2 separate regions of the Mus musculus genome follow, and region 1 is linked to region 2. Evidence: chromatin contacts called from public promoter capture Hi-C data. All regions are on one chromosome and are shown on one strand. Each heading gives the region's core, a stretch centred on a gene start, on an enhancer-like site or on the middle of the called end of the contact. The rest is flanking DNA. Distances are from core to core; before and after follow the strand shown. Region 1 has its middle 29 kb from the start of 1700031P21Rik. Region 2 holds the start of Gpr33 (G protein-coupled receptor 33).

Evidence for each region. Promoter capture Hi-C pulls out the DNA fragments that hold promoters and counts their contacts.
Region 1: a promoter capture Hi-C map of liver shows a contact between it and region 2, with 5 times the contacts expected there. The contact joins the enhancer-like site here to the promoter of Gpr33 in region 2. A contact is called at or near these places in 15 of 39 promoter capture datasets (the C10 cell line, HPC-7-derived erythroid cells, cranial neural crest and 8 more), 1 of 15 datasets of contacts at CTCF or cohesin (the NIH/3T3 cell line), 3 of 484 Hi-C or Micro-C datasets (cardiomyocytes, cerebellum and ventricular fibroblasts), 3 of 115 datasets of contacts at active chromatin or transcription factors (embryonic basal ganglia, embryonic fibroblasts and embryonic forebrain) and 3 of 9 other capture datasets (adipose tissue, liver and macrophages).

Annotation. Positions count from the first base shown.
Region 1 is chr12:52,571,096-52,576,266 of GRCm38.p6, forward strand. It overlaps a transcript of Arhgap5 not described here. Among named protein-coding and RNA genes, the nearest start is that of 1700031P21Rik, 29 kb to the right of the region's middle. Within about 2 kb of position 2,451, at least 1 of the 459 cell types and tissues checked has an H3K27ac peak or open chromatin away from gene starts, as enhancers often do. A contact at or near this core is called in liver, where this site is marked.
Region 2 is chr12:52,025,092-52,029,643 of GRCm38.p6, forward strand. It overlaps Gpr33 (G protein-coupled receptor 33), which reads right to left and starts at 2,972. Exons shown (of 2, transcript NM_008159.2): 1 at 2,843-2,972.

The DNA.
Region 1 (5,171 bases), core at 1,201-3,700, 550 kb after region 2:
CTAGAAATGTTTTTAAAATATTAGAGCAGAGCTATCAATGTTGGAAAATAATGTTTCTGCTTTTTCTTCATGGCTTGAAAATAAGATAAGCCCAACTTTATGACTATCTGCTGTCATCTATGGATCTGGTGAGTTCTCTTTGAGTTAAATACCTATGCATATCTTGGATTTGAATTCTTAGGCTTTTCCAGTTACCAAAAACCCGTAAGTAATATTTAATTAAGGAGGATACCATTCTTCAAAGTACACCAAACCATTTTTTATTATAGGATCTGTTTGGTTTTAACATATATTCTTAAATTCAGTGATTTGCTGTGATACAGGTACCCTAGTTTTTATAAAACAGTTAAAATATAATTTTAATGAACTTGGAGAAATATTAGTTGACTCATCATCATCCTATATATGAGAGGATATCATAGACACAATTATTCCTTTTCCTGGAGGATGGAGAAAAGGGGAATCACAGGATTTCATATTCTCATCTTAGTTGAATGGTGAGAAATTAGTTTTTATGAAAATTTTAGAAGTAGCCAAATTGATTTTGGAAAACCAGTGAATGACAGAGGAAGTTAACATTTTTTATATTTAGTATTACAGTGTTGACATTTCTTGCTTACCAGTTGTTAGAACTGTTAAAATTTGCAAATATATATTTGTGTGTTTATATATACATGCCTAATATACATCTGTAAGTAGCTGTCAAAGAATTTGTGGTTGAAAAACCAAACTTGTTAATCACCATAGTGCAGATTTTATTTTTGGTTTCTTGAATTGGTAAAGTCACCATGAGTAATTTAGTAATGGACTCTCCTAACATAACATGTTTTCAAATTTATATTGTTTTTTTCTTCAACATAAGCAATACAGATTTACCAACTGATCCAAGTCTTTTTAATTATCTATATTTCCTCACTAGATCATGTGTGTGTGTGTGTGTGTGTGTGTGTGTACGTACTTGAATTGTGAATGCTTTGGTCACTATTGTCTAAATCTAAAATATTTTGTCAGTTTTATGTTTGAAGCTCTTCCTCCTGATTTTTGTTCTTTCATTTTGTCCAGATAAATTTAGGTGTTCAAGAAATGATAACTAGGATCAGAAACAATATGTATTACTATCATTTTTTATATAGGAGTCCAAATTAAGTTTGTAGATTAAATTATTAAAAATAACACAATATTTTTAAAAAAACAGAAAAACAGAAAGCTAGCTGTATCCTCCCATGTTACTTCTTAAAATTTCTCCTCTGTTTGCCATTTTTTGGCAGTCATACATGCCTGCGGGATATTTCCTTTTAGTTAGAACCTTGTAAGTGAGGCTTTCTAACTGTACTTTAAAAATGCAAATTGTTTTATCTAATACTTCAGTTACAAAATAACTGTTGTTACCTTAAAATTATTATTTCCATGGTATAGATCAGGAATTAGCCCTTTTTCTCCTTTAGGAAGTCAGATAATAAATATATTAAAATGTTCAGGCCATTTGATCACTATAGCACTACTTATTTTAACTATAGTCTGTAAGTAGCCATTAACAAAATAGAAATGAATGTGAGTGTTCTAACTAAATTATTAGGCCAGTAGAATTTAGTTGGCTGATCACTGGCATAGATTGTTAGTAAAATTAAAGCCTCCAATCTATTTCTGTATCTGTATGTAATAGTTGATTATTCATAATACAGATTGAAGTAAAATTTTAGTTATAGGAAATAAATAAGAAGCATGATATATGAAGGTTCTTATTTATATTCTGAAGGATAACCTAAAGAATTTTGAGTGTGATGATTATATAGTATTTGCTAATCATTAAAATATTACACTTTAGTAGATTTTTTTGAGGATCATCAGATTGCAAAGATATATGCCACTTAATGAGTTGTCTCAAGCATGTGTGCCTCACTCACCAGTACTTAGATTCTTGAGAGAAATCATATGGAAGAGACAATTCAGCAGAACATTCAGACCATGTGTTTTCACTGGACATTGGAGAGTTCAGAATGGAGAAGACTATACGTGTACTCATAGAAAACATGTTGTGCTTTGGTATTTCTAATCAGTAGAGAAATTATATTGCATATAGAGGGAAAAGTCGCCAGAAGATCATATATCTTCTTCACAACTATATCCTCTGGTCATAACAAAATAAACTTGATGGCAGATCAGAGAATTTACTCTTGCAAAATGAATGAATTGGCCTTGAAAAAGCATTTACCCAGAACTCCATGTTGAAAACTGTTAGATACTGAATGAAAATGATGTTAACTATAACCAGCCTCCAAAGTGACCCTCAGTGATCATGGTCTGTGGAATTCACATTGTATAAGGCTCGACTTTTTTTGTTCAAAAGCTATTCTATGTGATTGCAAGCATCTACTGTGAGCATAAAGCACCAGTTGACTGCAAGTTAAGCTAGAACTAGATAACCATGTTTGTTTGCTCAGTCAAAGTCCAAGGGCCAAAGCATAACAACAAGATTATTTAGAATTTAACGTCCAACAAAAGTGGGGCTTTGGTCAGTGAGTAGGCTCTGCTTGTTGCCAAGTCTAATAATGAGTTGGACCCTAGAACACATTTTGTACAAGGAGAAAACTACAATAACATCTGTCCTCCCCACATGCCTTCATGCACACACCCACATACATACATACAATTAATATCCCTTGTGGATTAAGTAGGTTTTCTGTATGAGAATGTATTTTTAAGGGATTCAGACTGCTGCTTTACATGATCTGAAGTAAATAAAAGAACTTTTAGAAGTTACATTGGGGGAAAAAAGAGCCACATTAAATTGTACTTGTAATTCCAAGTTTACATGCATCCATTTGACTTTGCAGGTGAGTTTTACTAAATCTTTAAAGCCTTTACTAGATTGATCAAGCCCACATAAACTTGCCAACAAAATTCAAAAGAATATAGCTGAGGTAATCTTCATGAATTTAAATGCAAATAACCATTTGTATGTAATGAAATTTATAATTAAGAGTTAATTTTGAAAAAACAATGCAGAATAAAGGAAAAGTATGTGATTATGTCAGATATAAAAAGTTTTTTTAAAAATTTCATATAGGTATACAAATATGATCAGCTGGTGTTGTCATACTGTCTTCAGGCAAACGAAAAAGAAAATAAAGACAAAAAAAACTAAAAACATCACTGGATATGCAGGACACTCAGTCCTACAAGGTTCAGCTCAGCAGAATAATGCAGTTATAAGTTATTATGACCTAAGGAATAAGAAAGAACAGGTCTTTTGAATTGTGCTTCATCTTTTGTCCCCTACTACAGACAGGCACAGTATATAAAAGTCCATCTGCTGGACTTTTTATAGCCTTTGAAGACAAAACAGAGACGAAGGCCCCTCAGCTTTGGCATTGTTGGTATTTGGACACGATGGTTATTTGTATTGAGAGATGTCTTGTATATTGTAAGATCTCTAGCAACATCCCTGACCTTTACCAGAGTTAATGCCATTAGCATTCTTACCTACCCCATGAGCAGAGATGCAAAATGGCTTCAGACTTCTAGCGTTTTACAGAACAAAATTAACCATAGTTTGAATCTAACCTACATCTACTTTGAATTCTGATAAAACCTATTCTCACAAAGAGGAGCCTGCCAGACCCAAAACAATCAAGGAAAACTTCTCAGAAAACACACGTTTATGTTCTGACACCTCTTTCTTGAGCTGTACCATGTAGGTGACCATAGTGGAGAGGTAAGTAGCAGGGAAGATGTAATGAATGTATGCAATGTACCTTAGGAACATGCAGTAAGCTTCTGAAACAAGACCACATTATCTGAAACAAGGCTACATGTTCTTAGACTCGGGAATACATGACAACCATGCGTGTCAAGCTGACAATGAGATGAGTTTGGTAGACTTCAGTGCAAACAGATAACAGCAACCCATTATAAAGTAAGGACAATCCACCTGGGTTTGCACCTGAGCAGAGTTCGGCAGCACACATATCACTTGTGCTGTTCCCCTGCCCTGGTCGTACATTCTCCATCCCTCAACGTATACCTATGGTGTGAAAGACCCTGTATAATCAAATGGAAAATGTAGAAGTCTTTGGTATCCAAACTAATCAGGAAGCATATTGCCTCTGTTTGACTATCAGTCTAGTAGACAATATATGCCATGATTACTCCAGGGCCCAGTTGCCAGAAAAGTAGCTTAGAGGCCTCCAAAATTACACAAAGTAGCTAATCCTAAACTGTACTTTGTCTTGTGTTTTCTTAAACACCAATAAAAGCATTGGCTTAATGCTTTCCCTTTGCTCCTTTTTTTTTTTTTTTTTTTTTTTTTTTGCTTCCTGACCATCCTGATGTTTTACTCTGTGCGGCATGTGTGTCCTATCCATAAGATCTATCAGTTTTGTGAACTTTGTCTTCCTGAGTGTCTGTCATTCCTCTTGTAGTTGCACCTGAGAGATCATATAAAGAACAAAAAAACAAAAAGATGGTCTTTCAAATGAGTGATAACCTTCTCAACTTGCCAGATTGTTGTTCTGGTCCCATACCCAGAGTGCCCCTGCCCAGACTGGCTTGTCCTAGATCCCACCAACCTCTGGGCTTCTGTCAGGATCTGCCCTACCTACCACCACACATGTCACTTCTTCACTGCGTCCAACCTCTCCCACAGCCAGATCTACCTCCTCTAGAGACTAGGAAGAAGAATCATAAGTCAGTGGCAAAGGCTAGACCTTTAACAAGGTAATAGAAAACTTCCTCCAAATTAAGGAAAGATGCCCAAAACAAATAGAAAAAGCACATGAAACACCAACTAGACAGTTCCAGAATAAAAATCTCCACAGCACAGGATAGTTAAAACGTTAAATATAGGTAACAAAGAAAGTATATTGAAAGCTGCAAGAGAAAAGACAGGAAAAATCAAAAAGACGGTTCTTGATGGAAACTTTGAAAGCTTGGAGCAATGCATTCTAAGTCCTAAAATGCTGTGATGGCTAGCTTAGAGTAACATACCTAGCAAAAACTTATTTCCCAAAATTGAAGGAGAAAGTAAAATTATTTGATATAAAGAGCCTAAACATATCCAACAAACTAAACTTAAGGAAAATACAGTAAGCAATATTTCAAGCTGAAGAGAGGATTGAGCATAGCAGAAACACTGGAAAAAGATAAGAAACCAGTTATTATTATTAAAGTAT
Region 2 (4,552 bases), core at 1,722-4,221:
AAACAGGATTGAGGCAGGTCTTCAAGAAGAGGAGAAAATAGAGCTTAAAATGGTTAAATTTCTTCTGTCCACCCACATCTTCCACCACAACTCCACTGTGGCACATGGGAGTCCCATCTAAATAAAACAGATACTGTATTCCAAGTGCAGAGGTAGAGGTAGGCAGAGGCAGAGGCAGAGGCAGAGGCAGAGGCAGAGGCAGAGGCAGAGGCAGAGGCAGAGGCAGAGGCAGAGGCAGAGGCAGAGGCAGAGGCAGAGGCAGATGCAGATTCCTGGAGCTTGATGGTCAGCCAGTCTAGACTAATACATGAACTTCAGGCCAGAGAAAGGCATCATCTCAAAGGAGGCAGACTGTCGTCCTGAAGATGTCACCAGAGGGCTTTCCTTTGACCTCCAAATATGAACACCCACACACTGAAAAGAAAAATGAAATGAAACCTACAGTTTCTTAAAGTTAAATGAGCCTTCTAGACAGGCTCTGTGGTACATGACTTTAATTCCAGCACCTGGGAGGCAGAGGCAGGTGGATCTTTGTGAGTTCAAGGCTGGCATGGCCTAGATAATAAGTTCCAAGACAGCCAGGGCATGTAGAGAGATTCCAAAAACCAACAAAACAAAACAACCAACCAACTAACCCCAAACAAACAAATAAAATATCCACAATCCCCCTAAGGCCCCCAAAACCAAAACCAAAGCAAAACCAAAACACAAAGCACAAATAAAACTTGTAAGGTTCTGCAAAGCAGAAAATGATTCTCTTTTGTAGAAAAATACTTTAGTGGTCTGTATTAGGAAGAATGAACAGTGATGCTATGTATAAGCAACGGTGAGTGTAAAAGCAGCACTCATGAAGAGGTTGTGCGAAGGTCCTGGGACCTTAAGAGGTAGGAAGAGGGAGGGTGATAGACACAGGAAAAGCCAGGAGCCTTGCAGATGTCCAGTAGAGAAGAAAGGGTGGAGGCAGAGAGCTCTGAGGATGTCAGCAAGGGCTTTTCTAACACTTATTTACAGCCCACTTGCTGTGCCTGTGTGTGTAGAATACTCTGTCCTGTTAACCTACAATTAGCATGGGTTGGTGACTCCACTGGGCAACAAAGGAAAAGAGCTTGGGTTCCCTACTTGAGGGGAGATGGGGAGAAAAGACTGGTGGCAACTGAAATGTAAAGAACAGGTTGGCAGGAAGTGTGTAGATACTGGGGCTTGAGTGGATAGGAGAAACGAATCCCTGGAGACTTTCTCAGTCTCTCTCTCTCTCTCTCTCTCTCTCTCTCTCTCTCTCTCTCTCTCTCTGTCTCTCTCTCTCTGTGTCTGTCTCTCTCTCAGTCTCTCCCTCTCTCCCTCTGTCTCTCTCTGTTTCTCTGTCTCTGTCTCTCTCAGTCTCTCTCTCAGTCTCTCTCTCTGTCTCTCTCTCTGTCTCTCTCTCTCTCAGTGTGTGTATAATACCTGTAGTCTGTGCATCTGTGGTGCATTTGTGTGTATGCAGGTGCATATATAGTAAGCATTTCACTGTGGGGTGTATTTTTATCCATAGATTATATATCTAAAGTTCTGTGTGTGCCCATGTAAGTCTGTGTATGTCATCTGTAGTGTATTTGTGAAGTGTGTGTGTATGTGTGTGTATGTATATTATGCATTGCTTAAGTGTATATCTGTTCTTGTGTGTCCATATGTGCAAGTGGTACATGTGTGGTGTTGGTGTGTCTGTGTTGTGTGTGTTTGATATCTCTCAGTGTATATGCATATAGAAAGCTGAGTTTCTGGATGCTTTATTTGTTGACTTGTGAGGCTGAACTCTAGTGTCTGAAGTTAATATAAACTTAAACAGAATAAAAACTTTGTTCTGTAATTAGAATTGGTGGCTTTGCATTTTACATAAGGTTCTTGGAAGCATTAATGTATTGAATATACTATGAAAATTCGTCATGATTTTTAGCATGAAAGGTATACTACTACCAGGCATGGTGGCACATGCCTTTAACCCCAGCACTTGGGAGACAGAGACAGGTAGATCTCTGAGTTTTGAGGCCAGACTGGAACAGAGTGAGTTCCAGAATAGCCATGAATACACAGAAAAACCTTGTCTTGAAAAACTTAAAAAAAACAACAACGTGTATTAGTATTGTGTGTATGTGATGAATATGTGTGGATAAAGACCCACTGTGTGATGCAGAAGTTAAGAGAAGTTCTTCATTCTTGAACACCTTTTAAGATGGCTTGAAGCACTGGAGTATAATTTTGAGTCTACTCTACTAGCTCTGTGACCTCTTTAACCCCTTAGAGTTTTTATGAAGACTGAATGGGGCAGTGAACTTAGTGCCTAAAATGGCTGATGACAGTTTTTAGGTTTTTTTGTTTGTTTGTTTATTTGTTTTGTTTTGTTTTTTAGTTTTTTTGAGATAACATTTCTCTCTGTAGCCCTGGCTGTCCTGGAATTTACTTTGTAGTCTGGCCTCAAACTCAGAGGTCTGCTTGCTTCTGCCTTTCAGGTACTGGGATTAAAGGTGCATGCCACCACCACAGGCCTAATATTTGTTATTTAAACGTGCCATTTTGCTCAACTTGTTAGAGTAAAACCAATCAAATCCTCATTTAACCCTTTTAAAGCTACAGACTCTATTTCTCTCTTTCCGGAAGCACTTGTACGGAACCTCTGAGAGTCTATCTTCTCTAGCTACACTCTCAGATCTTCTTCTCTTGATGCATTGGTAGCTTTGGCTGGAGCAGCTTCTAGAGCCTCCAGAGCTTCCAGAGACACTGAGCTGCGTCTGGAGGAAAGCCTCAGGAGCCTCAGACTAGCTGATCTTTAGGAAGCTGAGAATCCTGCTGGGCCCAGGGGTCTTACCTCAGAGCTGTGTCTTCATGCCAAGTAGTCTGAGATGCCACAGTGTCCAACAGTCTTCTCTCTGGGGGAAGGGGCAGCAACTGGAGATTCTGCCTTTATTTTGTTCCTCTCATCCCTTTCTGGTGGATGCTGCTCTTTAGTCTTGCCTTTGACAAGTTCACAGAGTCTTTCAACTCCTCCGGTTTCTTTTCTGTAGAACATACTGCTGTGGAGGTGGAGTCCAAGACAGAAGTACTTCTCCAAACCATTTCTCGATTTCAAAATGAGAGTCAAAAAATTCTGTGAACAATCATTTCAGTTAAGGTTAATAGGATAATGTCAGGTGTTAAGACACTGGTTTCAATTCCATCCTCAGGTCTGTTCATCCCACCAGGCAGGTTTGATTTTGGAGATTTCATTGGCTTATGGGCCATCAACGGTAGATACACAGCAAGACGGTAGGCACGAGCCCTGGGTGTTATAGAATCTGGAACTTAACTATCTGATCTCGCTGGAAAGAAAATTGTTAAAGAGAAAAACTTAAACTCTGGTTCTCACACTAAGCAGAATGAAGGTGACAGGTCAAAGACTGTCGTCGTTCAGTCTGGAAAGAGGAAGAGTGGTAGACAGAATGGTTGCATCTGGACAGTTGTTGGGGGACAGAGCCGAGTCATTATCTTACAGCACGACGGACTCTGTGAACCATTCATTGCTGGTTCACTCCTCTCTCTAGTCCCCCTCCCCCATTTCAGATCCACCTCAGTGCCAGCCTCATGGTCCTTTCTTCTTCCTCTCATCACTGCCAGAGTAGAAAATGCATCAGAAACAGTGTATCTTCAGTGGTGAAAGCTTGGGAGTAAGAGCCACCGTCTATTCTGTCTACTCAGAACTTAATGCTTTCACAGCTAGACTACAGACTTATTTGAAATTGGCTTAAATCTTAGATCTTAATTCATTCCTGTCTGTGACCTTCAACTGAGCTACAGATCTTCTTGGTAGGCTAAGGATGACGTTCAAACTTATTACTACATTTTAGAAAGGACTTCCTCTGGAGGCTTTTGGGTTCATGTATAGATCCATATGTAACGGGGAATTACCGGGTCCAAACCTGCTTGTTCTGAACATTAGTAGACTAAGTCCCAGAGGGGTTAAGCAAATCATGATAGGTTTTTCATTAAACTCCCTTTCCACAGATGAAGGAGTTGAGACCCTTGAAACTCTCTGAGAGCCCATCCTAGATTCTGTTAACAGTTAATAAAGAAGCTGGGGTGAAAATAATGTGCACTAAAAATTCCAATGCACAGCTTGTGGGAATGATAGTGACTGTATAATACAGGGCAGAGGGAGCTGCCACACCCCGTGTAGAAATCCCAATGGTGCCTCTATCTCTATTATAGGGCTATCTGTATCTCTCTGCACATTATCAGAGTCTCAGCCTCTTCATATGTTAACATAAAAAAAAAGAACAGGAATGAGTTGTTTTTGTTGTTGTTTTTTGATTACCCTTGTGGGGATAAAGTGAAATACGTCTAAAAGGCTCAGTACAATGGCAGGCACAGGGCAAGTATTGAATGAATAACAGTTGAGTTGGTACTGGCATTATGTAAGTTGCAACAGAATGCACACTTACAAGTCCACTGGGCTGGAGCAAATGTATCCGAATGCCATAATTCAAGAAATATTTATGAATACTCTAGCCTGCCAGACAGTGTGCAAACTGAGACAAACAAG